4 separate regions of the Mus musculus genome follow, and all the other regions are linked to region 1. A link is a contact called in public HiChIP or PLAC-seq and promoter capture Hi-C data. All regions are on one chromosome and are shown on one strand. Each heading gives the region's core, a stretch centred on a gene start, on an enhancer-like site or on the middle of the called end of the contact. The rest is flanking DNA. Distances are from core to core; before and after follow the strand shown.

The links. Promoter capture Hi-C pulls out the DNA fragments that hold promoters and counts their contacts. HiChIP or PLAC-seq counts read pairs in DNA pulled down with a chosen protein or histone mark.
Region 2: a promoter capture Hi-C map of embryonic stem cells shows a contact between it and region 1, with 2.3 times the contacts expected there. The contact joins the promoter of 1700028I16Rik here to the promoter of 1500009L16Rik in region 1. A contact is called at or near these places in 10 of 39 promoter capture datasets (the 3T3-L1 cell line, cranial neural crest, embryonic stem cells and 6 more) and 1 of 115 datasets of contacts at active chromatin or transcription factors (embryonic stem cells).
Region 3: a promoter capture Hi-C map of embryonic stem cells shows a contact between it and region 1, with 4 times the contacts expected there. The contact joins the promoter of Nuak1 here to the promoter of 1500009L16Rik in region 1. A contact is called at or near these places in 19 of 39 promoter capture datasets (the 3T3-L1 cell line, 3T3-L1-derived adipocytes, the C10 cell line and 10 more), 8 of 484 Hi-C or Micro-C datasets (cerebral cortex, embryonic stem cells, palatal mesenchyme and 1 more), 13 of 115 datasets of contacts at active chromatin or transcription factors (the NIH/3T3 cell line, astrocytes, embryonic forebrain and 6 more) and 4 of 9 other capture datasets (adipose tissue, embryonic stem cells, liver and 1 more).
Region 4: a contact with region 1 is called in an H3K27ac HiChIP or PLAC-seq map of large pre-B cells, with 10 times the contacts expected there. The contact joins the enhancer-like site here to the promoter of 1500009L16Rik in region 1. A contact is called at or near these places in 6 of 39 promoter capture datasets (the 3T3-L1 cell line, embryonic stem cells, hippocampal neurons and 2 more), 2 of 484 Hi-C or Micro-C datasets (both in embryonic stem cells), 6 of 115 datasets of contacts at active chromatin or transcription factors (astrocytes, embryonic stem cells and large pre-B cells) and 2 of 9 other capture datasets (embryonic stem cells and macrophages).

The regions. Positions count from the first base shown.
Region 1 is chr10:83,718,562-83,726,015 of GRCm38.p6, reverse strand. It overlaps 1500009L16Rik (RIKEN cDNA 1500009L16 gene), which reads right to left and starts at 3,151. Exons shown (of 6, transcript NM_001145198.1): 1 at 2,982-3,151. The coding sequence starts at 3,027.
Region 2 is chr10:82,807,750-82,815,203 of GRCm38.p6, reverse strand. It overlaps 1700028I16Rik (RIKEN cDNA 1700028I16 gene), which reads right to left and starts at 3,081. Exons shown (of 3, transcript NR_038042.1): 1 at 2,845-3,081.
Region 3 is chr10:84,437,160-84,444,613 of GRCm38.p6, reverse strand. Nuak1 (NUAK family, SNF1-like kinase, 1) reads left to right here and starts at 3,946. Exons shown (of 7, transcript NM_001004363.2): 1 at 3,946-4,499. The coding sequence starts at 4,257.
Region 4 is chr10:84,420,207-84,427,660 of GRCm38.p6, reverse strand. All of the region lies in intron 1 of Nuak1 (NUAK family, SNF1-like kinase, 1), which reads left to right. Among named protein-coding and RNA genes, the nearest start is that of Nuak1, 17 kb to the left of the region's middle. Within about 2 kb of position 3,035, at least 32 of the 459 cell types and tissues checked have an H3K27ac peak or open chromatin away from gene starts, as enhancers often do. A contact at or near this core is called in liver, where this site is marked.

The DNA.
Region 1 (7,454 bases), core at 1,902-4,401:
TTTTATTTTCCCCTTAAGAGACAGTCTGACTATTCTGGAACTCCCCATATAGACCAGGCTGGCCATGAACTTGGGAGTGAGCCTCCTACCCTGTCCCTGACTGTAGGATTACCAAGATTAGCAGCAGAAAGATTGGAGGATTTGAGGTTTGTTTGTTTGTTTTTGTTTGTTTGTGGCAGATAGTTGTTTTGTTGTTGTTGTTGTTATTTTATTTGTTTACTTGATTTTGAGATGGCTTGAACTCACTATGAAGTGAGGGACTAGTGTGGATGGCCTTGAACTTCTGACCCTCCTGACTGGAGTGTTGAGATTTGGTCTGTTGCTATGTATAATAATGCTAAATTCCTGTATCCCAAGGCCTAGTTGCCTCAGGAAGAGTGAATTCTCACAGGTAACAGCTTTTGTTGTGTAAACCTTGCTCCTTAACTTATTGGTTGAATAAAGATGGCTACAGCTTGTAGTTGGGCAGAAGGGAGGTAGGTGGGGCTTTGGTTCCTGGGCTTGGGGTCAAAGTCAGAGACTGTGGTGAGGAGAGGGGAGGAAGAAGAAAGAAGGTACCAATGGCCGTGGGGTAGGTAGATAGTGAGCACATGGCCATGAGGGCGGCCTGCTGGGGTAGGACCGGCCCAGGAGGAACTTAGCGACAGGGAAGCAGACAAACCAGCATAGAGGACTGATATCTGCCCAGCTCTAGTGCTTTAAGGCTTATTATAAATACAAAGGTTTTGTGTCTTTCATTTTGGAAGCAGATGATTTAATGTGGGGTAGAAACCCTTTTAAAATATTTACCAAGACATTATAGACCGGCACTACCATGCCCACTTTATTGGGTTTGGAAGATAGAGTCTATAGGGTTTGTGTGTGTTAGGCAGGTACCACCTAAAGCTACATCTCCAGCCTAAAATCCAATGTCTCCACTCCTTGGCCACCCCACCACTGAAATGTAATTTGTACATTAACGTTTCTGTTATCATCGTTCCAATTTTCACTTAACAACAATACTTCTCCCTCTAGCCCCAAATCTGACAAGCAGTCTGTTAATAAAATGTCGCTGTGCAGGGCTGAACTAACAGCTCAGCAGTTAGGAGCATTTGCTGCTCTTGCTGATCACCCAAGTCTGGTTCCCAGCACCTACACAGTGGCTCACAATGGCTTGGAACCCAAGTTCCGGAGGATATGCTGCCCTCTTGTGGTCTTCTCGGGCACCTACATGCACATAGCGTACAGCTGCACATTCATAGGAATAAAAATAGATTCTTAAAGAATGTAAATGCGCCAAACTTTCTTCATTTCTAAATCTTTTCTGGGTCCTCCTTTCAGTTTTTGTTTTTGTTTTTTAACATTCTCAACTCTTTTTTTTTTCTTTCAGCCAAGCACGCGTGCGATAGGTTACACTGAGCCTCAGAACGGACATTTGACGCTTTGACACTTTTCCTGATTTCCTTGTTGCAATGAAACGGGGCCACACCCCAGCTTAAATCCCGCCCCTGCTCTCATTTGCATAGGATACTAACTAAGCTGAGTCACTGCTATAGGAATCTAAAAGATTTGCTTCCCAGTGGCTGTCTGCAGATACCAAAGACAGACCTAAATTCAAAACAACGAAGGTCACCTGGAATGGATATACTTTCCCTGGGCCTAGACTCCCAGATGTTTTAGTTAGATCCCTTGAGACACACTTAATCCAAAAGTATCACATTGACTGTGCCCCACACCCCAAAAAAAAGATAGACCAAATCTGGCCAATATTTGAATAGATTTCCACAATGGTTCCCATCCTGTAAATGTTTAAACAAGTTCAGCCAGGCTTGGTACTGCAGGCCTTTTGTCCTAGGTCATAAAGAGACGGATCTAGGAGAGTAGCAAGTTTAAGGCCAGCCAGAGCAGCACAGTGAGATCAGGGCATGCCTGGACAACTTAGTGAGACCCTATCTCAAAGTAAAGAACGATACCAGGAATACAGCCCGATGGTCAAAGGTCTGCGCAGCACGTGCAATGATCAGACCCTGAGTTCAAACCTGAGTGCTTCAATCAATCACAAAAATAACTGCCAAGCCTTAAGGACTTGGCTATGGGAGGTGACATCCCTAAGGTTTCAAAACTCAATAGCTGGACACCCACATCCGCTCCGCAAACACTGCAGTATTTGACTACCGTTTGCGCTTGCTGGTTAGAGTGGGCTGTGATACCTGACTGGACTCAGCTAGAGAAGGTAGGGAACCCTATCCAAAAAGACGCTAAAATACGTCAGCAGAGAACACCACCCCAAACAAATCCCAACATCAGCTAGTTTTATCAGAGGGTCTGAATCTTACAGTAAGTTACTTGATACAAAGCCTGGCTTAGCCAGGAAAATCTAGAAGCCCTGCCCTGCCAATCAACGAAATGAAGTCGTGCACAGACAAGTTTGGATGTATTTTTAAGTGAAAATTTATCAAAAAGAGAGGCCAGTCCAGAGCTCCATCAAGCTAATCTGTGCGTCTAGGTACCGCAGCTCCTCTATGAAAATCTTAGCGGGCAGCAGGGTGGGTCTTAAGTACGCAGACCCAAACGGATGCGTTTTTAGAGCCCTGCAGGCTGCTGTCCCCAACCCACTGGCACTCGGCCCCACCCCCAAAAAAGTCCCGATTTGCTCAGCAACACTTTCCCAGGCGCAGGGACTGGGAGCCAAGGGGTCCGGGTGAGGCCTGGATGCAAGCCAATAGAAAGGGGATGTGAGGGACCAGAAACACGTCTGGGAAATTCTGCTCCCCAGAAGGATGCAGAGACAGGCTGCAGGACCCAGGCGACTGTCCTCCCCGCTGAATCCGGGCGTGACCGCCCCCGCACAGGGGCACCGGCTTCCTCTCGGTCTTTCCAGAAGCAGGCGAGCTCCAGGCTCGAAATTGAGGATGGGCCGAAGGAACTGCGCCCCCACCCCCACCCCCGCCGCCGCCGCCGCCCCCTCTCCCGAGGGACCTACGCCCCGCAGCTCTGCTTACCTCGGCCCGCGGCCGCGCTGGTGGCCGTGGAGTTCCCGCAACCCATCGCGCCACCCGCAGGGAAGCCGCGCTCTGGACCTCAGGTCCCAGTGGAGGAGACCCAGAAGGAGGCGGCGCGCGGGACTAGGGACAGCCCTAGCCCCGCCCCGCGCGGGGACCCCCACGAACCCACCCGTCACCGCGGCAACCACGGCACCGACCAATGCGCAGCCTTCTGCGCGTTCCTGGGCCAAGCATTGGTGGCGGTTGAAAGTGGGCGGGAGTTTAAAGTAGGGTTTGGGGGTCATGGCAGAAGGCGTGGTCCGCAGCAGGTCTCACCCGCTCGCTCTCCCTCTTGTTCACCTTCGCTCTCTTTCTTCGTGGCCCCTCCCTGTCCCCAGGATGTGGAGAGGAGAGGAAGTGACAGGGAACACCTGCTCTGAGTATCCTGGGTGTACGTCTGATAAGGCTAAGGTCGACAGACTAATTGATATTCAGATCTGAAGAGGAAACCAAAACCTCTCCTGCTTTCGAAGAAAGCTGAGACAGCTCCATCCTTCCTCACTTAGAAAAACCAGCTCTGCCCCAGGTCGGTCAGACCTGGTGCTCCTCCTTACAATCAATGTCTCCCAGATCTGTAACTAGAGTTGTATACCCTGCTTTCTGATCTAAGGCAGATCTATGAATCTCCGTGGTCCCTAACTGCTGGGACCACAACTCCTGCTCTGCCCTCTGACAGCTGTGGGACTTTAGGAGCCACACTGAGAGGTTGTAAACTGCTCAGCACCTGTGCCTCAGCTAACACCATCTGCTATAATAGGTCTTGAGCTTTTGAGCAGTAATACAAATTCCTTAAAGACGAGGACCCTCCGTTCCCTAGTGTCCTCCTGGCTCACAATGCAGAATCAATAAAACTCATTGAGAGGTAAGCTCAAGCCAGGAAGTAGAGCTCCGGTTTAAACTCGCTATTTATAGAGAAGCCCTGACTGTGCCAAGTTCTTTACTAAGCTCTGGGGTTGCAAACATGTGGGAGACTGTGTCCCCAGACAGACAAATTATAAACAAATTAGCTACATCAAAACAGGGACACAAATGGAGTTATACAGGGTGGAACGGCTTAAGAAATGGGCTTAACTCTATAGGTATGTTGAGGGGTCATATAAAAGAGTGGTTCTCAGCCTTCTTAATGCTACATATGACCCTTTAATGCAGTCCCTCATACTGTGGTGACCCTCAGCGATAAATTTACTTCATTGTTACTCCACAACTGTAATATATATATATATATATATATATATATATAGAGAGAGAGAGAGAGAGAGAGAGAGAGAGAGAGAGAGAGTTTTGTGACAAAATACTTGACAAGATGTAAATTAGGAAAGGAAGGGTTTATTCTGGCTGATGATTGGAGGGAAGTTCCATCCATTGTGGTGGGGAAGGGAGGGCGTTAAAAGCACATGAAGCTGTTATAGGGCTGGAGAGCAACAGTCTTTCTCAGCCAGGGGGGTCTGAGCCAGAGTCCTAAGGTAGTGGACACTTAACTATCGCCATGATTGACCAGAGGCAGTGACTCCAAGCTCATTGTCCTATGCCAATAAAGATTAAAGTTGCAGATGCTTGTAAGAGTGAGGTGGGAAACTTTATTAAGAGGTTTACAGGGAAAAACATTAAAGGATAATGAGTCAGGCTCCTAAGACATAAAAGTTCGGTAAAAAGAGAAAGTAACTCTTTTGGTGTTACCTCCTGCCCTGTGAGTATCCTAAATGTTGTCAGTTATTCAAAGCTCTGTCTGTCCTCACAGCTACCAAAAGGCAGCTACAATGTTACAGCTGCCTCTTAACTAACTGATGGGGGGGGGTTATCTTGTGGGAGCAGCTCACCGATGCTGGGCTTGGACCTCATGGTTTGTCTGAGTTGTATCAAATCCTTGAGTGACTTGTACCCAGCTGTAAGGGTCTTTGTCTTGGTCGTCCTTGGTGAGTCTAGCTTTGGTGTTTAAACCTAGCATTCTAGTTGCACTTAACATCCATTTACACTGTAACATACGTGAGTAGCTTGGAGTTTGCATCGGGAGCCGTTTTCCCTTTGGCTACTGTGAACTAAATTCCTGCCTCAGGTGGCTGGTCTCACTGGATCCAAGAGCAGACAGGAAACTGCTGGGTCGTATGATAACCTCAGGGCCCACACCCAGTGACCCACTCCTTCCAACAAGTCTCTACTCATGAAGTACCACAGCCTTCCAAGTGAACACTCCCACCTAGAGACTGATCCACAGTATACTGGTTTCCACCTTGGCCTCTGCTGTCTTGGTTCAGAGGCCATCCCTAAACAAATCCTATATTGAAAGGCTATACCAAACAGCCAAAAAAAAAAAAATACTGTTCTCTGTATCTGTATCAATGATGGATGGATGGATCGGTGGGTGGGTGGGTGGGTAGATAGATAGATAGATAGATAGATAGATAGATAGATAGATAGATAATTTGTTTTTTTTTTTTTTGAGTCAGGGTCTCTCTCTGTAATCACCCTGGCTGTCTTGGAATTCACTGACCAGGCTCACTCCAACCCACAGAGATCTGCCTGCCTCTGCCTCCTGAGTGCTGGGACTAAGTGCATGTGCCACCACCCCTTGCACTGTTCTTTAATTCTGTTACCTGACCCTGCGAGTCACTCCTGAGACACCCGTAAGAATAGTGAAAGTACACCATGAGATCCAGAAACTGGCCTGACACTACCAGCTATCTGTGGCAGCTTCGTCCAGTATGGTGGCACCGCACAGCAGTACCACTCAGGCCACTCAGCAGACAGAGACACAAACCAAGACTCCCTTGTAATCTTGTCCAAGCACTGCCATTATGTCACTGCACAAGCAGAGAACATGCCCTGGCCTAGCAATGTGAGAGGTCGCTGCCACCTTACCAGCTGCTGAGAGTCTGCTTCTAGGTCTAGTCTTCCTGACCCAAGCAGGAGATGAATTTAGAAAGAACATCCATGGGATTGTCTTGGCTTCCTGTTAATATCTACCCAGAAAAAGATAAATAATTCTGCTTCCTAAATCCCAATAATAATAATAAGTAGCACAATGACCTACTAGGAGCCTAAATCATGTAAGTTCTCTTACGAATAGCTCATGGCTCTCCATGCAGCTGTGTGTGTGTGTGAGTGTGTGTGTGTGTGTGTGTGTGTGTGTGTGTGTGTGCATGTGACAATGAGCAGTCATAGACCCAACCTACCCGACCACAGATGTGCCCCTTGGCCAGAGGAAACTGACCCTGGTGGATATCGTATACTCCACCTGATAAAGTTATAGCATGTGTAATCTGTCCCTTCATTTAACAATCACTGTTCAGCACCGCCTTCAGGCCAGCCAGCCCTCTACATGCATGAGAAATGGCTGTTAACAAGACAGAGGGAAAATCTAGGAAGAAAAGGCAAAGTCAAAGTAAAAGAGGCAATTTCGGACACTATAAACCCAATCCAAAAGAAAAAAAAGAAAAAGAAAGAAGAAAAAAAGCAAGTCCTTGAAATAGAGGCTCAGGGTGGAGAAAGAAATGATGGAGTTTTAAGTAAGTGATATAGTACGGTGGGTTTTTTAAGAGGTCTGCTGATGAGAACTCAGACTCCACGACCCAAGAAGACCCCAGGCAAAAAGAATAGATAGTACAAAGCACTGAGGCAGGAGAGTGCTGCATCTCCTCCATCAACAGAAAAAAGAAGTCCACAAGATCAGGCTAGAGGGCAGGTGGGGGCTAGGGAGCAGAGGGAGGGGTGACCTCACTGTGGTTATCACAGTAGTGAGTTTAGTCAAAGGGCAGGGCGGGATCATCTGAGAAGCAACAGAAAGTCCCTAGCAGATGGAAGAGCAAGCAAGGTGCCTCTTTTCCTTTTTAGAAATTTATTCGTTTTGTTTTACCTTATAGGCAAAGGTTTGTTGTCTTCCGATGCTTTCTAAACACAATTAGTCAAAAGAAAATTGTTACCACGTGCCCCATTTCCTGACTGATCAGTGTTGGCCCGTTCTCTGCGGTGGGAAAACCACACCACTCAGCCGTTGTTTTCCACCTTTGAACAGCAACGGCTTTGTGGGGAGGAAGAGGAGTTTTTAATATTTCCCTCAACAGTGTGCCTCTGCTGAGTAGGAGACCGGAAGCTGCGAAGAACTTTCCTGATGCTCCCTCCCATACAGGACTCCCCAGCATGTTGGGTGGCTTGGCTTTTCTTTACATTTTTCTTTCTTTCTCTGTTGACAAGTGGTCTTGGCCCCTAAGCACATTGAATGGAAGATGCTCTGTAAAGGAGAGGTCCCACTTTATGCACACTTGGGAGGACCCAGCACACTTTCTTCTTCCATGGTCCAGACCCATCCTTCCCCTAATGGATCTTCAGTAGGGCAGTAGCCTAGCAGTGTGCCACAATCCTGTCTATCTCCTTGTCTCTACAGCCCTACCATCTCACATCCTCACGAAAAAGAGATGAGTGTAGCATGTGGGGCTA
Region 2 (7,454 bases), core at 1,832-4,331, 910 kb after region 1:
AGATGTGAGAAAAAAAAATTTTTTTGAGTAAACATCCACTATGGCTTTATATTAGTGGTTACACGAATGGCAGACTAATTTCACCAGCAGAAAGCAGGCTATGGGGAATGCTCGCTCAAGGGTCCCCTAAAGGAAAGACACACAGATTCACAATTCCTCCTTTCAGGGATTTAACCCACTATAAATCTAAACTGTACTTTCAGAACTAAGTAATTTAAAGGCTTTAAGTATACACAAAGAATTCTGTGCACACACAAAGAATCAAGTACGAGGGGTCAAACACTGGGCAGGGGCTTCCAGTTACGACACTGAAACAGACAATATTGACCTCTGCCCGACCTCGGGATCCAGCAGGACAGTCAGGAGGATGTCTGGTTCTGTGCCCAGTCTCTCACTTCCTCTCTCTACCTCTGCTTCAGTGGTCCCCAGGGGCTCCCTCAGCCTCATCCCCACCCAAAGCCACAGCACCCTCCTTCCTGACCCAAAGCACCCATCCCCTGCTTCCTGGCCTAGTGTCTGAGACCCAGTTAATATGTTTAGGAAAGTGAATGTGTAACTTCCCAGCTCACATGCACTTAATTTTCACAAGCGATCTTGGGGCCATCTTTGAGAACTACTGCCCCGTGCCCCAACTGGAGAAGCTGGTGGGAGTTAACCGCGTCGGTTTTTGGAAGGTCCCTCACATATGCAGTTCTTTCTGTGGAGCAGATGGATGCCTTTGCCCATCTGTAAGGCAGTGAGGCAAGACCTGTGGGAGTTACAGTAATGACTGGCATACATTCCTGATCTTCAAAACTCCAGCAGGAAAAATTTTAACAAGCTAATTAGGAAAGAATGCTACGTGTTATAGCAAAAAAAACGCCTGCTCAGTGCTAAGTACCAAAATCAACCCCGTCTGCCCTCCTCCCCAAGCTTCCGGTGCCCCTCTGCTTTCCTGACGACACATCATGACTCCGCATTTTCTCCAGGCGACTGTATGCTCGAGAACTGAGGTCATGCCCTGTTTCTCTGAGTCCACAGTGCCTGATAAAATAATAAATGCTTGGCGACACTGTGTCATTAGCAACCTGAACCGGACTGTGAGCTGCTTCACATTAGATTCTGAACACTCACTTGGGAAGCAGCTGCTTGGAACTAAGATGAGAGAGCACTGTGTGCTCCAGCATTTAGATAAAGCAGATCACCAGCATCATTCCAGGGAATCGGTACATCCTAGCATCCTTTGTAAGTGTCGTACAAGGAGCGTGTCTCCTGCCCATATGCATGTAAAGTATAGAAAAATGGCCGGAACAAAGTGCTGCTTCATAAAGCAGGCCCAAATTTAAGTTTCAGCTCGTTGGTTAAGATCCTGCCTTGTGGGTGTGAGAACCCCAGTTCAGGTCCCCAGAAAGAAGAAAAAGGAGTCAGAGAAAGAGCTCAAAGGCAAAGAACACTTAGTGTTCTTACTGAAGATGTGGGTTTGGTTCCCAGCACCCATACCAGGTGCTCACAACCATCTGCAACTCCAGTGCCAGGGGATGGGATGCCTATTTCCTTGGGCAGCTGAAAGCACACGGTGCACACAGACAAGCAGGCACGCACGCGCACACACATAAATAAAAATGAAAACCGTAAAACGGCACAATAGACACCGTCATTCTGGCAAGGTAGGAACAGAGACCGCCTGATGTAGTATCTAGGCCAATGAAAGCCAGGGCAGGGAGTTAACTTGCCTTATATTTCCACCACGCCCGGCATAAAGTATTTTTTTAAAAACCCAAAAAACAGCCGGGCGTGGTGTCATACGCCTTTAATCCCGGCACTCGGGAGGCAGAGGCAGGCAGATTTCTGAGTTCGAGGCCAGCCTGGTCTACAGAGTGAGTTCCAGGACAGCCACAGCTACACAGAGAAACCCTGTCTCGAAAAACCAAAATAAATAAATACCCCCCCCAAAAAAACAAACAAAAACTAGTTAAGAGGGCTAGAGAGATGGCTCGGTGGTTAAGAGCACTGACTGCTTTTCCAGAGGTTCTGTGTTCAATTCCCAGTAACTACATAGTGGTTTACAACCATCTGTAATGGGATCTGATGCCCTCTTCTGGTGTATCTGAAGACAGCTACAGTGTACTCATATACATAAAATAAATAAATCTTAAAAAACAACAAAAAGCAAACAAACAAACAAAAAAAAAAAACCACCTAGTAAGAGTAGGTGCCTCACAGAAATCGATTTAGAACACATCTCCAACTCCCTCGTGATAAGTGAGAAGAAACTGAAGCGATGGCCACAGGAGCTATCCACCCTTCACGCGGGTACTGTCCTATCCCTCCGAAGACCTCCCCTTCCCCATCATAAGCGCTCTTCTAGGTCCTCTGCCTTCCTGTCCTTCCCTGGGGCTCCCTGACCTGGAATGCAGGGAAGGACCCTGCGCCAGACACCCTACCAACCTTCCCTCATCAGCTATGCATCCCACGTGGGGCGAGCCCCTATCTCACCATCTCGGCAGAAGCCAGGGTTCAGTGTTTTATTTCCCTTTGGGACCTATAAAGGATGTGGGGGAGGCCGTGTAACCAATGATCACAGCCAGAGACCTACAGCCCAATGGCATCGGCTTGGGTCCCAGCTCTGCCACTCTGGCCTGGGTAACTTGGGGAGTAACTTGGCTTATATTTCTACCTGTTTATAAAGTATCTTTTTAAACCCCCAAAAAACAGCCAGGCGTGGTGGCGCACGCCTTTAATCCCAGCACTCGGGAGGCAGAGGCAGGCAGATTTCTGAGTGAGCAAGTTTCCTAACTTCTTGGAGCGTCGGTTTCTTCACCTGTAAAATGGGGGTTACTTGAAACCATCGCGGGAGATGCTTACACGGGTCTGGGGCGGCGAGAGGTCGGGCGGGCGAGCTTGTGGAGCCACCAACGCCCTTGAGAACCTGCGGCTGAGGCAGGGCGGCCCGTTGGCGACCTGTGCCCCTCTCCGCTCCGGCCCAGCAGCCGACTCCTCGGAAGCTCCGGGAGGGCAGTGCCGGGCTGCTCGAGAGCAAGGAGGAGCGCGCTGCCGGGGCAGCGTGGACAGGCGCTGCTCGGCCGTACCTGACACACCCTCGCCGCTCCTGCCCTCCGCGCCTCCGGTCCCCCTCCTCCTTGCTCTCGAGCAGCCCGGCACGCGAGGGGGGTGGGGGGCGGTCCACGCGCGCGGGAGGAGGAGGAGGATGGCGAGCGGAGGGCGCGCGCCCCCTGCCGGCCAGGGAAGAGATAAGCGATGGGCCGCGCCAACAGAGCTAGCCTGAAGAGGGAGAGGAGGAGAGTATTGGGATGGAGATGGGAGTGAGGGTGGGGTGGGGGTGGGGGGGGTGAGGATGAGGATGGGAGTGGGCGAGGATGGGGATGGGTGTGGGAGAGGATGGGGGTTGGGAGCAGCTTGCTTTTCCGTGGATCTCATACACTTGTTTGTTTTCTTTGACTTTTTAAAAATGTGTAGGTAGCCCACAGGTGTCATGGTTAATGTCGAGGTCATATGGAGGTCAGAGGACAACTCAAGCCAGCCGGTAGTGGCACATCCAGGCCTTTAATCCCAGTACTAGAGGGAGGCAGAGGCAGGTGGGTCTCTGTAAATTCAAGCCAGCCTGGTCTACAGAGAGAAACCCTGTCTTGTAAAAACAAAACAGAAAACTCAGGGATCAGTTTTCTCCTTCCATCATGTGGGTCCTGGGGATCAAACTAAAACTCATCTCCTGAGGTTTGATGGCAAGCACCTTTATACTGAGCCGTGCCTCTGGATGCTTTTTACTAATATGTTTGTGGTTTTTGAGGTAGGGTCTTGTGTCTAACCAGGGCTCACCTGGAAACTTGCTAAACTGTTTGGTAACCGAGTTTTGCTTTAGTTCTTTAGTTTGGTTCTAAAGAACTTGGGACCACTCTGCTCCCACAGCCTTATCTGGCAATGGGTAGTGGGGTAATTTGCCATCCTGCCATGCTGCTTTTGAAAAATAAGCTGCCTTTTTTTTTAAGGTTTTATTTATTGAGACAGAGTTTATGTAGTGCCCAGGCTGACCTTAAATTAAGGAGCCTCTGTTTTTTGCCCCGTGTGTGCTATATGACATACACACACACACACACACACACACACACACACACACACATATATATATATATGTATACATATATATATATACAGATAGGCATGCACTGCTATGTTTACTCTTGATTTTATTCTTCCTTCCCCTGTGTGTGTATGTATGTGTGTGTGGGGTTACACATGTGTGCCTGAACACATGGGCAGATAGCATCTCGAACCTGTAAGAGTTTTCCTTGCATTGCTGAAACCCACCTACGTATCTAGTAAGGTCTTGATTTATGATTATCTAATCATAACCATGAGACTACAAAAATTCACATAGCAGCTTTTGCACTGGACCACGTTATTCCAGGCTAGCTGCGGTCTCTGGTCATAGTCAGTCATAGTGTCTCGTGCCCTTTGAGATGACAGTCGTGTTTTTGCGTTGACCACTAAGAACATTCTAGTCTCCCCTCTGACCTCTGACTCCTATGCCCACGCCTTGATCTGGGACTATAAACTTCACCAAAATATCACCTTTGTGCTTTTGTCTTTGATGTTGTCCAAATGCCTGCCACAGTGCCGGGGAGATTATAGTAATTAGGTATTGAAGGAAATGCTGGGTTTTAGTAACAGTAATAGAATGGCCCACACGATAATGCTGCTGGACTGCAGGTGCCTATTTCACTGTGTAAAATGTTGAAACTTAATTTTTGGTTTTGATTCTCTGTCTCTCTCTCTCTTTCTCTCTGCTTGTGTGTGTGTGCCTGTGCGTGCACGCACGCACCCGCACTCGCATGCATGTTCCCATGTGCTTGCAGACACCTCCCTCATGATCCTCCTTGATTTGGGGCAGGGTCTCTCTTGTTTTCTGCTGCACATACCAGGATAACGGCATCCAATGCTCCCGAGATTCTGCAGTCTCTGCCTCCCATCTCACATTGGGTGTGCCAGCCTTTCAGACTCTCACTGCTACATCCCAATCCACTCAGATGGCCAGGCCTGTGCAGAACCTTTCCACAGCCATCTCCCCAGCCTCTTGGTTTCTGGTGTTCTGAGACAGGCTTTCACTGTGTAGCCAACTGGACCCAACCTTGCAATCCTCCTGCTTCAGCCTTCTGAGTGTCCAGATTATAGGCATGCACCATCTTTCCTGCCAAACTGTTTCTCTTCTAAAAAAAGATTGTAAATAGGATTGCACTAAACATGTTTGTGTTTGGAACTTAAGGCTGTCCTGACATAGTGCCACGTGGGGGTCAGACTGCAGACCCCCTCTGTGTCCCCACTAGTGAAGATTGCAAGTGAATTTTTAACCTTAGATGGTCACAGGCCTGCTCAAGCACAGAACTGCAGTTCTGGGCCTGTGTAATATTCTGTCTGTCCTTCGTTTTACTTACAGTAATCAGAGCCTCCTGCAGGTCCTTGGCAACTGTTGAAATAGTCACTGAACTTTCAAAGGCAGAGCTCTGCCCCTCAGGATCCAGGCTGGGTCTCTTTTGTTCCATGCTATACCAAGACGGTTGCTTTAGGGGTTTTGTTTTGCTTTGTTTTGTTTTCTTCTTTTTAAAGACTGGACTGTTTGGTTTCCGGGACCCCCTCCCCCCAACAAAGGACTGAGGTCATATTTTACATATCAAAGCAGACTTGTCCTCCACGTTCTCCCAGCATCCCTTAGTCCCTACTTTGCCCCCAACCTTGAACTTTCCTGCCCTGGGGCTGGGCTGCCCTTCCTCCAGAGGCTCTTACCTAAATAACCCAGACATTTAGGGCCCTCTCCTCCTCCTCATTCCTCTTCCTCCTCTTCCTTCCTTCCTCCCTCCCCCCTCCCTTCCTTCCTTTTTCTCTTTCTTTCTCTTCCCTCTCACCGTCTTTCCCTCTCCATGGCGACTTCCCTGGCTTCTTCCCTTAGGGCCAGTGAATTCGCCCGCCCCAGAGCAGCTTCCTAATAAACCTGCTTTAATATGTTATAATCTGGCTTGAATTGGCTCATGTCACTGGTAGAGAAATAACTCTTCAAGGACCTCAGAACTAGAATTCTCTGTGTAGCCAGGCCTTGACCTTCAGATCCTCCTGGAGCTGGGCAATCCAACCTTGCATGGTTGGCAGGTTCTCTATAAATGCAGCGACATCCCCAGACTCTTTTTCATCTTCAGTGTTTTGAGACAAGATCCTGTGAAGCCCAGGCTGGTCTTAAAATCCAGATCTCTTGATTGCCACCGGTCACCGCCATGGCCAGCTAGAGGTACCTTTTTTTAAAGTGCAGTTTAGCCGGACAGTGGCGGTGCACACCTTTAATCCCAGCACTCGGGAGGCAGAGGCAGGTAGATTTCTGAGTTCGAGGCCAGCCTGGTCTACAAAGTGAGTTCCATGACAGCCAGGGCTATACAGAGAAACCCTGTCTCGAAAAATAAAAAAATAAAATAAAATAAAAACATAAAAGTGCAGTTTATGCTAAGATTACAATAATCACAATTCCAGTTGTATCTTGACCTTTTTTTTTCTGTTTAAAGCATACATTTAACTAAAAACATGGACACACTGTGTCATTTCCCCCACCACACACCCCCAGTCTGTTGTGCTTGTAAGCCAACACTTCCTTAGTTACTTACAATGAGGCATCTCTGGCTGCCCCCTGGCACCGTTATCTCTGTTTTTCTGAAGAGAATTCGGGTGGTCTGTGTTTACTCAGCCAGGATCCTACTTAAATCCAGATCCCTTGACCTCCAGGCTTCCCATCTGAACCAATATCACAATGACCTTAGCATCCTCTAACCCGGTGATTCTCAACCTGCAGGTCACTACCCCTTGGTGGCTGAATGACTATCAGCCAGTTGGTTATTTCCTGATTCCGCTAGGCTCCTCCCAGGGCCCTAGCAACAGGATTATATCATTACTGGCTGCTACCGGGTGCCTGAGCATAGAAAAGGACTGCTCACCACCGCAGTTCTCTCTCTCTCTCTCTCTCTCTCTCTCTCTCTCTCTCCCCCTCCCTCCCTCCCTCCCTCCCTCCCTCCTTTCCTCCCTCCTTCCGTCCCTCCTTCCCTCCTCTTTCTCTTCCCAAATGTTCCCAGCCCCTCGGTCTCCTCCTGCATTTCTGTCTGTCTCTGTCCCCCACCCTTCTTCTCTGCCCTCAAGGCTCTACTCACATCTGCCTGCCTCTACTCCTTCCCAGGGGGGGGGCTCCCGCCCTCCCTCCCTTCCCCCAGCTAACCCCCCTTTATACCAGATCTGTTGCATGGCGTGACTTCTCAGGAGGACACCAGGTACCTCCTCACCACATTGTATTTTATAACAGTGACCCTTTCACAGGGGTTGCGTATCATATATTTATATTACAATTTAATAGCAGTAGTCGAATTATAGTTATGAAGTACCAATGAAATAATGTTATGGTTGGGGGTCAGCACAACATGAGGAACTGT
Region 3 (7,454 bases), core at 2,697-5,196, 720 kb before region 1:
CTCTGGGCAGCAGGAAGCAGAGACCATCTGGGTCAGGAGGATAACTCATCAGGTCCTCCCTGCAGCGACCCACTTCCTCCAGCGGGAGCTCACCTCCAAAAGATCCCACAATGGTCCAGAACTGTACCACCAGCCGGGACTCGGGAGCCTAGTGGTAACAGTGCATTGTGGAGGAACATGAACTTTCTGGTGGACAGTCCACAGTCTGGTGGACTTTTTTCTTTCTTTTTTTTTTCTTTGAGACAGGGTTTCTCTGTATAGCCCTGGCTGTCCTGGAACTCACTCTGTAACTTCTGCCACAGTGACGAATAAGCGTGTTCTCAAGTGATCATTTGCAAGTCGGGTTTCCACTCGCTCACAGAGCCAAGTTAGAAAGGTCATGATCTTAGGTAACTTGAACTTCACCTATCCATACAGACCAATAACAACTCACGTGAGTTGTACTGCAGGCAGATTGGAGCCTTTGCTAGATGGTTAGATTCAAATCCTGACTTAAACTGTCATTGATTGGTAACATGCAATGAAGCCAACCTTTGTTGATATTTTTCAACAGTGAAGCAGGGATCCCAGTAACACACACACACACACACACACACACACACACACACACACACGTCTTCGGAACCAAGCTCTTTCAAGGAAGGAAACATAGAACGCTTTCAAGTTGCTTTGAAAACAGCCATGTAGTAAAGGCCCAGTGAGGAACCTTGTGCCACTATAACTTGTGAGATGGCGTGGATGCTTCTGAGTACAGATGTTACAACATCTGTGCAGGATGCAGCACAGAGCCAGAAGCTATCAGGCAGTAGGATCAAGCTGCTAATAATTCCTCAGAACTCTGGTAGGAGCCTGGAGAGAAGCACGGTAAACCCGACAGTATTAGCCACTGTCTATAGAGTATGCATTCCATACAAGACCCACAGCAGCTTTGTGGGACACACTGCTACCGCTGGCAGTGACATGCAGTTGTTCCCATCACTACTGACAGGCCAGAGAAGTGACACAAGGAGAGGCGGAAGTAACAGCTCCAGACAGTCATTGTTAATTTTGGGACAGAACAGGAACCTGGTTTGTGTGACTCTAGAACTCGAGCTCTGAAGCAAGGAGCCTGGGCTCTGCTGGGGCTGCAGACGCCACAGCCACCTTTTCAAAGCTAGAGGAGGTAATTTCTCTGTATAAAAATAACCACATATGGGCTGGCAATGGCTCGGCAGATGAAGGCCCAACGGTCAAAGTTTGATTCCCTGGGTACCACATGGTGGAGGGAGAGAGGTGACCTCTCCAAGTTACCCTTTTATCTCCACATACCTGTATGTATGTACACACATACATTCCCAGAACAAATACACGTAACTAAAAAACCCACACATGTAGTCACATAAATGTTTTGCGTTCCAGTTATCAATGCTGCAGGAACTCAGGCTGAGCAGGAGTTCCCAGGGTTTGGACATGACAGTGTGCCACACACCGTGTTTGGGTCTTGCCTCCTTCCCATTTAAGGAGGGGTAGCCTGGCATCAGCAGAGGGGGACAGGTAGGGATTAAGTCTCCGTGCTGCTGTTACTCCGTACAAGCTAAGCAATGTTAGGCCACGCTCTAAGCCTTTCTGATATGCTAGCCCCAACGGAAAACAGAGATCACAGCAGCTACCTTCCATAGCAGCACTTGCTGTTGTAAAATGGTTAACAGCATACGGTAGGTTCTCTCCATCCAACACATAGGGACGAAGACCCTGCACTTGAGAGTGACCCTGCCCGAACAGGTCATCCGCCAAATCAAACATCTATCATCTTCCTGGCTGAACACATCAAAAGAATATTTGCCCAGGCTGCTTTTCCAGTCCAATCTTCCTGGGGGACTTTCTTGTTCCCTTTACAGGGAGTCTCAGCCTGAGCCCACTGTGCACTGCTTGTCAAGATGAGGACATGGGACAAGGCACTTTACTCTGTAACTAAGTTCCCAGGTGGAAGACACAGTGATTGTGGTACCTGCATGGAATCTTTCAACCGAGGCAAGTTATATAGCCAGATATGACCCTGAAGGGGGCAGTGGGGTAATAGTTTCCTACCACATGCTGGGGGAGGGAAGGGACCAGAACACTTGGCATTTTAATTACTAATGTAGAGACAATCTATTTACCTGAAATCCAAACCAAAAACTAAAACCAATTAGACCCACTAATGCATATTTGAAGAACAAATGAAAGTCTTAAGAGATTAAGTCATCCAACCAATCCGGTGGGGGTGGGAGCTCTCCCTGCAGGCCACCAACTTGTCTCTCAATCTACATGCAGGGATGTCTACAGACCATTTAAAAGCTGCCTACAGTTTCAGGATGGGGAATGGGGAGGGGGAGGGGAAGGAGAGGGTGTCCCTGAAAGGGCTAGTGGAACGAATAGACTGGGGCATGGTCTTTGCGTTTTTTTGTCTTATGTGAGTGCTTTTAAGGTAGGCAGGGACCGGCCGAGGGTTTCAGGCATCAGTAAGATAAGTAAATAAAGTTTGGAGATAAGACCATTATCAAGTCCAGAACTGAGCGGAGGAGTGAGGGCCGACAATGGGTGTGTTTCAGGCCATGACTCTGACAACAGGGGTGGGGGCGAGGGGCGTCTCGAGAAGACAGGCTGTTGCTAGAGTCCAGTGTAAGGTGAGAAGTAGACAAGAGTGAAGTCAGAAGGAATTTGGAGGGCGGGAGGAACCTGAGGGCTGCAGAAGGAAGTGCCAGTACTTGGAGACTACACCAGATGCTCTTCCTGGTCGGTCTTCCCACCCTAGTGTGGAACAATGTAATTTATGTGAAATTACTTTAAAAAATTTCTCAAGATACCTTTAATTTTTTCATGTCTTATTTTTCCTCCCTTCATCTCAGGAGAACCAGGGCAGCCTTGCTGGGAGGCCTTCCTGCCTGACCTTCACCTGGTGGGGTGAGATCTGGCCGTTTTAGTCAAAGGAAAATTCCCATCGCCTGAGGGGGTCAAGAGGCCTGCAAGTGGCCTCTGGCTTGGACAAGGAACTGCTCAGCAGGCCAAGGCCTAGGCTTATCTCAGAGCCTTGGTTTGTCGGAAAGGGGTCTTTCCAATGGCGCTGGGCAGCTCAGGGGACCCAGCTCCATCCAGGCCCCCACTTCCCTCCTCTTAGGTGTTGGTCCCTGTTGGACTCCCGAACTTTACCGGGAGATCGGAGCCCTGGAGAAGGGCCGGGTTCCTCCTTCGAGCCTCCCTTCGTTCCTGACTCCGCCTTTCTCCCTGAGAGAGCCGGGGTTCCGAAGCATCCCTCTCGGGGACTTTCCAGGCTCCGCGGTTGCTCCAGGAGGGCCCTGCCCTGACCGTGCCGGAGCTGGGGGCCTGCAGGGCCTCGGCGGCTGGAGGGGACTGTGACTCACCGCCGGTAACCCAACACCGCTGGGCCTCCTTTCAACCCAGCCTCCCCCTGCTCCAGCGAGCCTGGCGGCCTCCGCCACACCATAACAAACATGAAGAAGGGTGGCCCAGGAGGCTACAGCCCCGGGCCACAGAGCGTGAGCCTGGCTCTGTGCGTTGTCGCCTCTGCGGCCTCGGGGACCTGCGACCTTTATCCGAGGCCGATCGGCCCAAGCTAGCTGCGGACGGCCCGCAGTAGTTCCGGAGGGTGAGTGCGGGACGCTCGGGGAGGGGACAAGAGCACTGACGATCCCCAACCCCTCCACCTCGACCCACCCGGGACCTTGCGTCCCCACCCGGCGAGGACAAAGCAGCCGGGCCGCCGCCCCGGCCTGCGCCGCGCCGCACAAAGAGTGAACAACGACACGCACCCCGCCCCCTCCCTGCTCGGTGGCCCGGCGCGGAGGTGGGGACACCCGGGCGCCCGCCCCGCGTTCCCCTCTCGCCCCGCCCCGTCTGCGCGTCCTCCCGGCGCGGGGGCGGGGGGCGCGGCGCCCCACATAACACTCCTCTCCAGCGCGCGGAGCCACCCTCTCCCCTCCTTCTCGCCAACACCACCGCCTCCCCTGACATCGCTGCCACCTCGCCGGACGCTCCGCAGATTGCCGCGGCTGGCCAGGGGGCGGTGCGCCGAGCGTGCGCGCCCGGGACGCCAGATGTGCAGTCGCCGCCGCCGCCGCCGCTAGTGCCCCAGCGGCAGCCAGAGCCAGGTCGGGTCGTCTCAGCAATGCTGCTGCGGGGGCGACCTTGAACGCACCCCGGTTTCCCTCGGTGGGGACCACCCCGAGCCCCTGTGCCGGGACCTGCCCTCTCCAACTCGGCTCGCCCTGCGCTTGGTCATGGAAGGGGCGGCAGTGTCCGCGGCAGGGGATGGCCCTGCTGTAGAGACCGGCTTGCCGGGCTCTCCGCTGGAGGCGGTGGCCGGGGCGACTGCAGCCCCAGTGGAGCCCAGGAAGCCGCACGGGGTGAAGCGACATCACCACAAACACAACTTGAAGCATCGCTATGAGCTGCAAGAGACCCTGGGCAAAGGTACCTACGGCAAAGTCAAGAGAGCCACCGAGAGGTTTTCAGGCCGAGTGGTGAGTAAGGGAAATTCCTGGAGGGGTTCGAGCTGGTTCCCTGGTGGCCCAAGATGGGGGCGGGGAGACGGTCTGGGGGCACCACGCCACCGGGGCTCCCTTCTCTAGAAAGGTTTCAGCAGAAGCCCCCAGTCAGACTCCTCACTTTCCTTTCAGCACCCCGTGACTCAGGTGTATATCTCCGAAAACACTTGTTACATCTTGTCTGCACATATTTTGGGGGCTTCTCTCACCCCACCTTTTTTATTTTTTTATTTTTTACCCCAGCTAGCAAAGTAGTGTTTAGGATTCACATTTTGCAGCTTTGAGAACATGGGGTCTTCCCCAAAGACACACCTTCAGACCTTGTCCGGGAGTTCCTTATTTGTACAAACTCCAAAAAGACCTACATTATCAGCCATGAAGCTGGGCTCGAAAGTGTGGTGTCCTGTAGTTGCTCAGGACCCCCGCTTCTTTCCCATCTACCTGCAGTCCCACTTCTCCTTTCCACTGGGATGCTTGCTTACCCTGATGCTGCTCTTGCTGCAAAAGACAGACTCCTCCTGTCTATCAAACCTAAAAGCTTCTACTGAATGTCTGAGGTTTCTTGACAGCTTGCATTCCCGCCTCTGGCAAGCATGACATGTCCCTGGCAGGGGTGGCCATTCAGTCCCAGAGTTGATTTGCAGCAGGCTCGCTTGCCTTACCAGGTCCTGGCTTCAGGACTACTTAAATTGTTCAAGGGGTCTGGCCGGCCGCACCCGATACAGCTGAAGCTCTGCCAGGTGCCTCGGGGGCTCAGTATTGTCCCAGTTTTGGATTGTTGTCGGTTCCCCCTCTGCAGAACAGGCCCTTGAAATCCACACTGGTTGTGGCTAGAGTTGGGTTCAAAGTGACTGACTCTTGCAGAAAGAGTTTGTGTGGTGTATGGCAGAAATGCACATGGTTCTTTGATTTAAAGCATATCAGATGTACTTTAATCGATTTAGGGCCAAAGTCAGAAACTATGACGCTTCTCGTGTGTGCAGTTTTTCGGGGTACTGGGGGACTGGGGGAGGATGCTGTTGCTTATAAACCTAACCAGTAGCTACAGGGAGGGCAAAGCGAACTGTCAGTGTGTTGGTAGTATTTCTTTTTTATTTATATAGAGATAGTTCTGTGGAAACTGATTGCGGTCAGCAAGGTTTGCTCTTGTAATCTCAACTATGTGGCCAGCTGCAGAGCCCCTCCGCTTCTCAGACTCACTGCCCACGCTGACTTGCGTTATCATCTTTAAAACGTCTGTTATCAATGAGTTGGAGATAGGGATTTGTGTTCTTAAAATAAACTTCTCTGCCATACATGAATTTTATGATAATTGCGCAGGTGCCCTTTGCTTTCTAGACTGAGAATTCTGTGTGTGTGTGTGTGTGTGTGTGTGTGTGTGTGTGTTGGAGAGATTATCTGCAGATGAAGAGCCTGAGCAGCACGCTCATTCATGCGTTTCTTCCCGAGGTGACACTCCCCAGGCTGGACGTTGAATAAGCGGAAACTTAGTGTAGCTCCTTTCCCTGGTTGTCTTAATAGCTGATGAAGAATCGTGCTGGTAAGTTGGAAAGCAGGATAATGAAAAACAGGCGCTGTCTGAGGTGCAGGTTGAAGATGTGAGAAGGTGAGGGGTCGGAGCAGGGAGGGCAGGCCTGGAATCTGTGGTGGGGACCCTCACATTCTCACACCTAAGTGCTTGTGAGACAGCTCAGCCAGGCTTGGAATCTTTGTGGCATATGCTTGGCCGCTGAGCTCCATTGTGGCTTCCAGTCAGGCAGGCGTTCTTCTAGCTGTCTGATCCGCAGGCTGGGTTAGACTTGCATTGGTAGGCAGGCGCCTGCCTTCCTCTTTGGTGGGTGTCTGGAAACATTCTGCCAGGATTTAGCCTCATGGCCACTAGGGGGCGCCCAGAGAACGACAGAGGCTCATTTCTCCTCTGCAAGACCAGTCAGTCAGCTGTTATTGTCTGGTTCACCCTCCCTCCCATTGTGCTATTAATTTCAGCGAAATCTCTTGTTTTATTCAAAAAATTATGTAAAGATTTTGAAGCTGTCAGTAGAATACAGGCCCAGGAACTGAGAGTTACCAAACGGCTTCACTTCTCCATGGGTTTGTTTTCTACTTGAGAGCTAAGTTGAAAAACGTTAGCAAGACCCTCTAGTGAACCCTCCCTTTTTAACAGATTGGAACCTGAGGTCTGGGGGCGGGGCAAGAAGTCCTCCTGGGGCCTGGATCCTCCTCAATGAGTGAGCTGTTCACAGATGGCAGACAGGCTCAAGTGAAGAATGAGAATTGTCAGGTGGGAAATTCCCCATGCCTGTCTGAATAGAAGATAATAGAAGCAAACCCCAAAGCAAAGCAGAAAAACAGTGGTCAGCATTGCACTTGCCCACTTGGTGCTTGGTGACTCGGGTCAAGAGCAGCAAAACATTATCTGCGATTACCTCGTCTTGCCTCCTAGCTTCCGCTGAGGAGGCTCAGGGAAACACGGACTTGATTCTGCCTGCTCTGGCTTTGGGTGGATTTCCTATGGATGCTTTCCTCCAGCCCCGTTGGAGAGCAGCTCTCACATAGGAGCAAGGATGCTCACCTGTTCTGATTGCATGGCTCAGGGGCTGGGTATCGATGTAAATGCTTGGAAACTCAGCATTCCTGCCTGAAGTAGGGGTCCTGCTCACAGAGGACAGTCACTGTAGCTCTCAACAAGGCATACACCGCATTACCTTCAACGCCTTGAAGAGACATATGGTCAGGAGCTAGGGGCCAGCTGGTTCAATCCTCTGCGTGGTCCCGGTCTCTCCTTTTCCTCCTTCCCAAATGTGGTCTTACAGCCACAGCTTGAGCATGGAAGGCAGGAACTCTCAGCTGCTCAAGACAATAAGCCTAACACTGGGACAGTCTTACAGACAGGCTCAGAGCCCTGGGTGGCATTCAGAATCTTTATGTAGC
Region 4 (7,454 bases), core at 1,786-4,285, 700 kb before region 1:
AGCTTACTGTCTGCATCATCAGTGCAGCAGGAGCAGAGTAGCCCCTGCTTATCCTCCTCCAGGCTAAGATGCCCACTAAGATGCCCACTAAGATGCCCACTAAGATGCCCACTAAGATGCCCACTAAGATGTCCACTGCCCAGGGCCTCTCACCAGCCTTCTCTTCTAACGCATCCCACGTGGCTGAGAAATATGGGCAACCTGAGCTTGTGAGTTATTGCAGCATCTGTTTTGCTAATGAAATCTCAAAGCCAGGCCTGATGGGGCTGGCCTGTAATCAAGCTATTTGGGAGATGGAGGCAGGAGGATCATAAATTCAAGGCCTACCTGGGTAATTCAGTGCGACTGTCGCAAAAATAAAAAGTACAAGAAAAGGCTGGGGCTGTGGATCGGTGGTAGATCGCTCGCTTAGCAGCTACAAAACTCAGAGTTCAATCCCTGCCAGCACTGGAAAAGAAAATCCCAGGATATGAATGTGCTGGGACTATGTGAAGCCTCAGAAGAGAAACACTGAGCTGTGCAAGAAAAACACAGTTTTCCAGAAAAACACTGTTTTTGAAAGGTTTTGAAAGTTGCTTTTATTTATTTTGAAAACCCCTGTTTTTATAACTGGAGGTGCAGCAGAGAAGCTGGGCTTTGTTGCCGCAGCTAGCAGAAGAAGGAGAGGGTCAGGCTGGACTTTTTATGGCTTTATCTGGTGATGTCGTTTGCAAACCACAAACAAAGCAAAACAAACAAACAAACAAACAAAAACCCAAAAAAAGCAAAAACAAAAAAACAAAACAACCCCCCAAAACCAAAATGAAACAAAACAAACCCTCCTTCCTGCCCCCTTGCTTCAACTAGAAGAAGCATTTGCTTCTTAAAACAGCTCACGAAGGAAAAAAAAATTATAATAAATATTTAGCATTTCTCTGGTGGCAGCAGCCTGACATTCCTCCCAGCCACACAGTGAGTTCTAATTTGATGAAATGTTTGCATCGGCCACCAATTTTCTGGAGGAATTTAAGAGGCTTGTATTTGTGCTTAGGCTTAACACGAAGAAAACTCATAAAATCTGCCCAGTGTCCTGGCCCGGTGGGATGTGCTCCCCAAGGACACAATGGCCATCAGTGGCCGTGACACGGGAGAAAGATCTCATTCAGTCATCTTTGGCTGACAGTGGGGTGTTCTCAGCTTCAGTCCCTGGGGCTTGGCTGGGCTGAGTACCATTCCCAAGTCATCATGGGCTATAAAAACTCCAGCCAGAGCACAATGCCTCGCACCTGGCTCTGCCCGGGAACATCAGGGCATCCCGTAAGTGGGCGAGATAGCACATGGTGCACCATCTTCGTTCACGGTGAGGCCCGTGTCTTTTTTTTCCCTCCTAGTCTTTCTTTCTCATCTGCCTCAGACCAGCACTGTCAAAGAGGGACACCTGTGGCTATTATGAAGATAATAATAGATTAATTAGTTAATCTATTATTAAGATTAATTGCCATGATATCAAGGGATAGATTCAGTTTCTTGGTTGCACAAGCCACAGTTTGAGTGGCCAGTAGTCCCTGTATGGCTGGAGTCATCTACCAGTCCAGGTAGTTCTGTTTGGCAGAGCCTAATGCTTGGTAATGAGGTAGGGACAGGCTGTGCCACCCCACACAGCTTCCGGTACTGCCTGTTAAGTATCTCTTCCACTGTTTTGATGTACCCACGCCCCAATCATGTCTAGATGGGGACCTGGGAAATAGCATATACTCGATGAGCTTTTAGATGGACAGGAAAATGCCTGTATCAGCATTGTTTGGTGTGTGCATCACACCTTCTGAAAAAAAACTCAATAGATACATCTAGGGTTACCCTTGTCTGGAATTACCTGATATTTTTGACTTTGTCCTGTGTGTCAGGCACTGTGTAAGCCTCTGGGATGGTGCTTATTTCAGATAGCGATTTTAAATCTGGAGGGACGAGCCAGTCGACAGGATGCAGCTGTGAGTGTCCACAGACTGTCTGTGACACCCCTGCCCCACCCCTACCCCTGCCACCAAGAGTCTGGTTAGCCGGATTGGGTTAACCTCTGGGACACTTAGTAGCGTTTGCATGTTGACTAGTATACTCAAGTGATTGAAGGGGAAGGGAGCAGACTACAGTTGGCTCTTCTTGACAGTGCAGTACTGTCCCAGGGACCCAGCACAAGGTTTATTCTGTCTGTGTTTTCTAACATGCAGGGTGAGCTGTGATGCTTGGTTCTTGTCTTGGGATAAGAGCTGCCCTCGCTTTCCACGTTATCTTAACACAATGTGACAATGAGAACAACTACATAAGCACGATTGCATGCCCGTGATGTTCCAAATACGTTAAATAGCCAATCTGATTTCATCCTCTTAGGTGCCTTAAGTGCTGCACAGCATCGTGGCTCCTGTTTGACAAATGGGTGAGCTGAGGCAGGGAAAAGGGAGGCCGTTGTTCACTTAGACTGCTTGTGAGTGGATCTGTATCCCAAAGCTCTGGGGTACTGCCACTCACGGCCTCTGTATTTACGCAGACTCTCTGGAATGCCAGATGCGTGCTTTCCTCCAGTCGCTTAGAGGCAAGTTCAGGTATATTTAGGAAGGGCTTGTTTAGAGAAATAACACATGTGGACATTATGATCTACAGTGGCTGCCTCTGGATAGCTGTCCATCCCCACAGGTCTGTCTCTGTACCTAAGGAACACAACTCATTCGGAGGACATTCCTATAGGCCTACTGTGTGCCAGCCCTGATTAGTTTACAAGGTATATAACTTTTATAAAGACTGAGCAGGTGTGACCCCAGGTCATTGTGCACAGCTCCCCCATGTCCCTAGAGTGGAAAATACCAGTTGTAGTGTGGGCGTCACCGAAGCTCAGGGGCCTGCACTCCTGAAGATGTGCCCATCTAGGTCTGGTCACACTGGTCTTGCTCCTAGAAGGATTAACCTCCCATATGCTACCGGCATGTTTCCCCCATAGGGATCTAGTTGTCCAAGCCATTCCACAGGGCCTAGGGGTTCAAACCCTTTGCCCTGTTGCATCATGGGCTGCCCCGTAACTCGGCAGCTGGCTTGTTTTCTTTCTAGGCCCCAGAAGTAGTGACCTTTGCCTGTCTGTTTATTTCAGGGAAATAATTCCATCCGGCGAGTATCGATTCCCTGGGGGCTACAGAAGCATGTCTGGAGGGACTTCTTTGAGTGGGGTGTCCTGAAACGGCCTCTCAAAGGAGGTGGCAGCTGCTTCCTTTCTCTCAGCCCCTTCTCACTTTGCCCTCTGAGATCTTCCTCTGAGGTTTTAGTGTTTGAAGCCTGGGGTAATGTTCTTAGACCTATGTCTGCGTAGATCTGTTTGTTAGCAACATTGATAAGAATAACCATAAGCATGCTTGGAACGTATACAGGGCTGTATGGATGTGGTAGTGTGTGTGTGTGTGTGTGTGTGTGTGTGTGTGTGTGTGTGTTTGATGCTTAGTTCATTGCCCTTTGCTTGTTCTTAGCAGCAGTGGGGTAGACATAAGTCTAAAACCAGCCTTTTAGCCTTATGAGGGGGAAGTGATGATCATACAACCATTTCCTGGCCTTAGAGGAGGCTGCGTTTCGTGGCATGAAGACTGCAGTGTCAGAGGCTGTTGACCTGGCTGGATGCTAACCAAGCAGAAGTGAATGCAGAGAAACCTTACAGCTCCTGCGCATTCATCTTTCCTCGAGCTGCAGGCAAGGAGATGTAGGAACTAGAAAACTGGATGTTTAATGTGGAAATAGTAAGGAGCTATAATTGAGAGTTCTGGATGCACGCATGTTCATGTGTGTTTTCCCTGGAGGATGGAACCCACTTGTAGATGAACTAAGTCTCTTCAAAACTGTAGGCATTCACTGAGGAAGCCTGGTCAGGGAAACGAGCCAGAGCCCTTTCCTTGGTGCCTTCAGCTCACTTCTGAATGGTCCTTGGTAGCCTTCTGGAATCTTTCTGTCTGTTATTCACAGTTTATCTGGCCCCTCCATCAACTTGTACTCCTTTTCTTGTATCAAAAGAAATTGTCTGCTCAAATCTTGAACGTTCATGGGACAGAGAAATTAAAGATTAAAAGGGAAGTTAGTTGACACGACTCAGGTTTTACGTGTAGGCTTTACTCTGTATGTGCACTCATATGTAGTACATGCATTGCCCGTGTATTTTGTATGTGCGTGTATGCACGCGCACATGAGTGTGTGTGTGTGTGTGTGTGTGTGTGTGTGTGTGCAGGCAAAAGTTGGTGTCAAATGCTTTCTTGTGTGCATATAAGCATGTGCACACAAGTGCAGGTACCCAAGAAGGCCAGAGGCATTCAGCCCCTGGAGCTGGAGTTACAGGTGTGTGTGAGCTGCCTGCCATGGGTACCTGGATCAGAATTCCAGTCCTCTGCAAAAGCAATATATGCTCTCAACCTCCAAGTTGTCCTTCCAACTCCCCCCCCCTCCTCTTCCTCCTCTTCTTCCTCCTCTTCCTCCTTACTTTTGGAGACAGTGTCTCTTGATGAACCCAGAACTCACAGACTAGGCTAGGCTGCCTGATCAGCAAGCCCCAGGATCCCCCTGTCTCCACCTCTACAGTCCTGGGCTTATAAATTCAAAACCACTGTGCCCAGCTTTTTACGTGGGTTCTAGGGCTCTGAGCCCAGGTCTTCTTCACGCTTGTGTGGAAAATGCTTTACTCACCGGACATCTCCCTATTCCTGTAGTCGCCATGTCTTGATTCTGTCAGAAATGCTGTTTCTGATCCCATTTTTCCAGCTTCTCTACATTGTTGGCTGTGACTAAACTTTTTGGAATGACATTAAATGAGAAATCTGTTGTCTGCAGGGTCCCAGTGCATGGATACTGGGGCATTTCTTTGGGGAGCTTTTCTGGGGGGGGATATATTCTATTCTTATTTAGTTGTTGGAGCTGTGTCGGTCCTGAGAGTGAATCTAGTGAAGTTTGGTGTTTTTGAACCACTGGATGAGCCAACTTATGGGGAGCAGGCTCCTGGGGTCATCAGCTGGTTAGCGTGTTGCTGACCAGGGTCCCATGACTCAAGATCACGTGTATTTCCTATTCTCTATCTGTTACTTGTGTCTTACACTGTGGGCTAAGGGATAAGTAGTTTGGTAATTAAGGAGTCATGGTTGTTTGGAAAATTGAAACCAGAAAAAATAGTCCTTCCCTACTTCCATCATCCTGGTTGCTCAAGTGACAGAATTTTGAACTGCTGTTGTTTAGAGGGAGTAGGAAGCAGACTTTATTCCCTTTAGCTTGCCCAGCCAGTCTCTGCTGGAACATAAGTCTTAGATTAATTCTGAAATGGACTCAGAAACACCCTTGAAAGCAACTCGCCTGATTATCAGCACATAGCTTACATTTTATGACCTGCTTAGAGCCCAGCTCTTGGGATGAACTGTCTTATTTACTTCTTCATCTTCTCTGCAGATGGGGTGTTCACATCAGAGACAGGCTGGCTTCAGATGTCTGCTCCAGGATGTTTTAGCCCAACTGTATGAGTCCATTAAACAAATGTAAGCGTTTGAGGGGAGAGAAGAGCTATGTCTCAAACCAAATGTTTTACATGGAGAACATCTGGGGAACATTGGTATTTGTGTGTTTGGTACATCAGAGCGCAGCTTGCTGGGCCTCTGCTGGGATGTCTCTGGCCCTTGGTGGCTGGGTTTGACAGTTGTGCAGTGAAGGCCTGGATCTTACGAAGCACTGTCACAAAGGCAGTGCTTGGGGTGGACAGTCTCTGTAGCTCCACACTCTGAAGTGTTCTGGTTAGCTCCCTGACCAGATCACCACAACTCAGGAATGGTTTGATAGCTTGACCCCTCCCACTGAGCCCTGGTCTCCAGAGAAAAGAGATGTTATATAATGCCAATATCTACTTTACCAGGTAGCTTTGAAGACTGGACAAAATGCCAAGGAACATATGTGACCCAGGGGAAGCAACACTGGCCCCAGAGTCCAAGGATCTGGGTTGAAACCATAGTGTTGACGGATGATCTGTGGAAGCACGAGGGAACCCTTCTTTAGATTGTTTGTCCTCCTGCAGAATAGCCTATCTCATGAAGGGCGTGTAAGGTGCAGTAGGATGATGTATACTTAGTGGGTTGTTTATACAACGTGGCCCCCTGTATAGGTTTATGGCCTTCGTCACAAGTACAAAGGCAATGGATGCAGGGTGCCCTGGGATCTGGGAAGTCTGACTCCAGTAACTGCTAGTTAGTTATTGGACCAGATTGGTGACAGAAGGGTTGAGTAAGAAAGGATTCATTCTTGCAAAAATGAAGGCCTAGGATAGCCATCCTGACTGATTCATCCCAACTCATCTATTGATAGAAAGTTCCAGACTCTTTCATAGCTTTTGAGGAGGCAGTGTCAAGACAATGATGGTCCAATCTTATAGTTTGCTCGCTATGCCAGAGGGATTGACTATGAACACTCACCCCTTCTCTCTTTGTTTGATTATATTTCAACTGGTGTGGGGTAACATCAAGATTGGCAAAAATTTGTAGGTGTGAAGAAAATTTGTTGGACAATTTAGAATCTCGCACCTTCATGCAAAACAAGTCAAAACGACCCTTTCTGATCTTCCTCCATGGAAATCCCACAGTAGTGCACATGGAATTATTGTGTTCCTCAGAGGTATGGATGAGAGGAAGTTTGAAGAATCTGGATGAGTTCCAAACATGGCATTTTGACCAGTACTGGGCAAGTGAAACTGTCACAACCCATTTTAACCGAGACTGGTCTGGCATGCTACAGAGGGTGAGAGTATGTAAGTCACCTGAAGGGAAGGTCTAGGCCACTGTGCAGAAGTGGGTCAATGCTTCATCTAGAGCAGTTTCCCACAGTGGCTCGCTGAGGGAATGGACTCCCTGCCATTGCGTTATAGAGCCATGGCTCCCACGCCTCCCTTTCTGCTTGTGACTGCCCATCTGCCATCACCGACCATATGGACAGTGGAAAGGGATAACCACGGGTGCATATTTTAAGATGGAAGTGGCCTAACTATGAGCTGGGAAAAGGTTTCAGGTGGATCTATCTTTACATTCAAAAATTCTGACTGAGCTCACTCACCAACCACCTAACTTGTCTGCAGGAACTGTGCCAATCACAAGGTCACTGTGGTCAGGGTCTAAGAGTATGGCCCTAGGCTTAGCAAAATACATGTCTGCTCTTTACCAGTTGTCCCTAACTGTACCAGCAGTTCCCGACCCTTCCTCAGGCTTCGTTTGTGTTCACGGAGAAAGCATAATGTTGTTGGGAGACTTTAATGAGCAAGAGGCTGAGAGATTGAACTGAGTGATACCTGGGGCCAGGAGCATACTAAGGTAATCATTGTGATCACTGTGAGTCACCCAAGCCTTCCCCAAGCATGGTCTCTTCTCATCTCCATGGAAAGATGGGAAGTTCACAGTCAAGTGATTTGGGAGCAACTGGGCATCCAGTGCCTC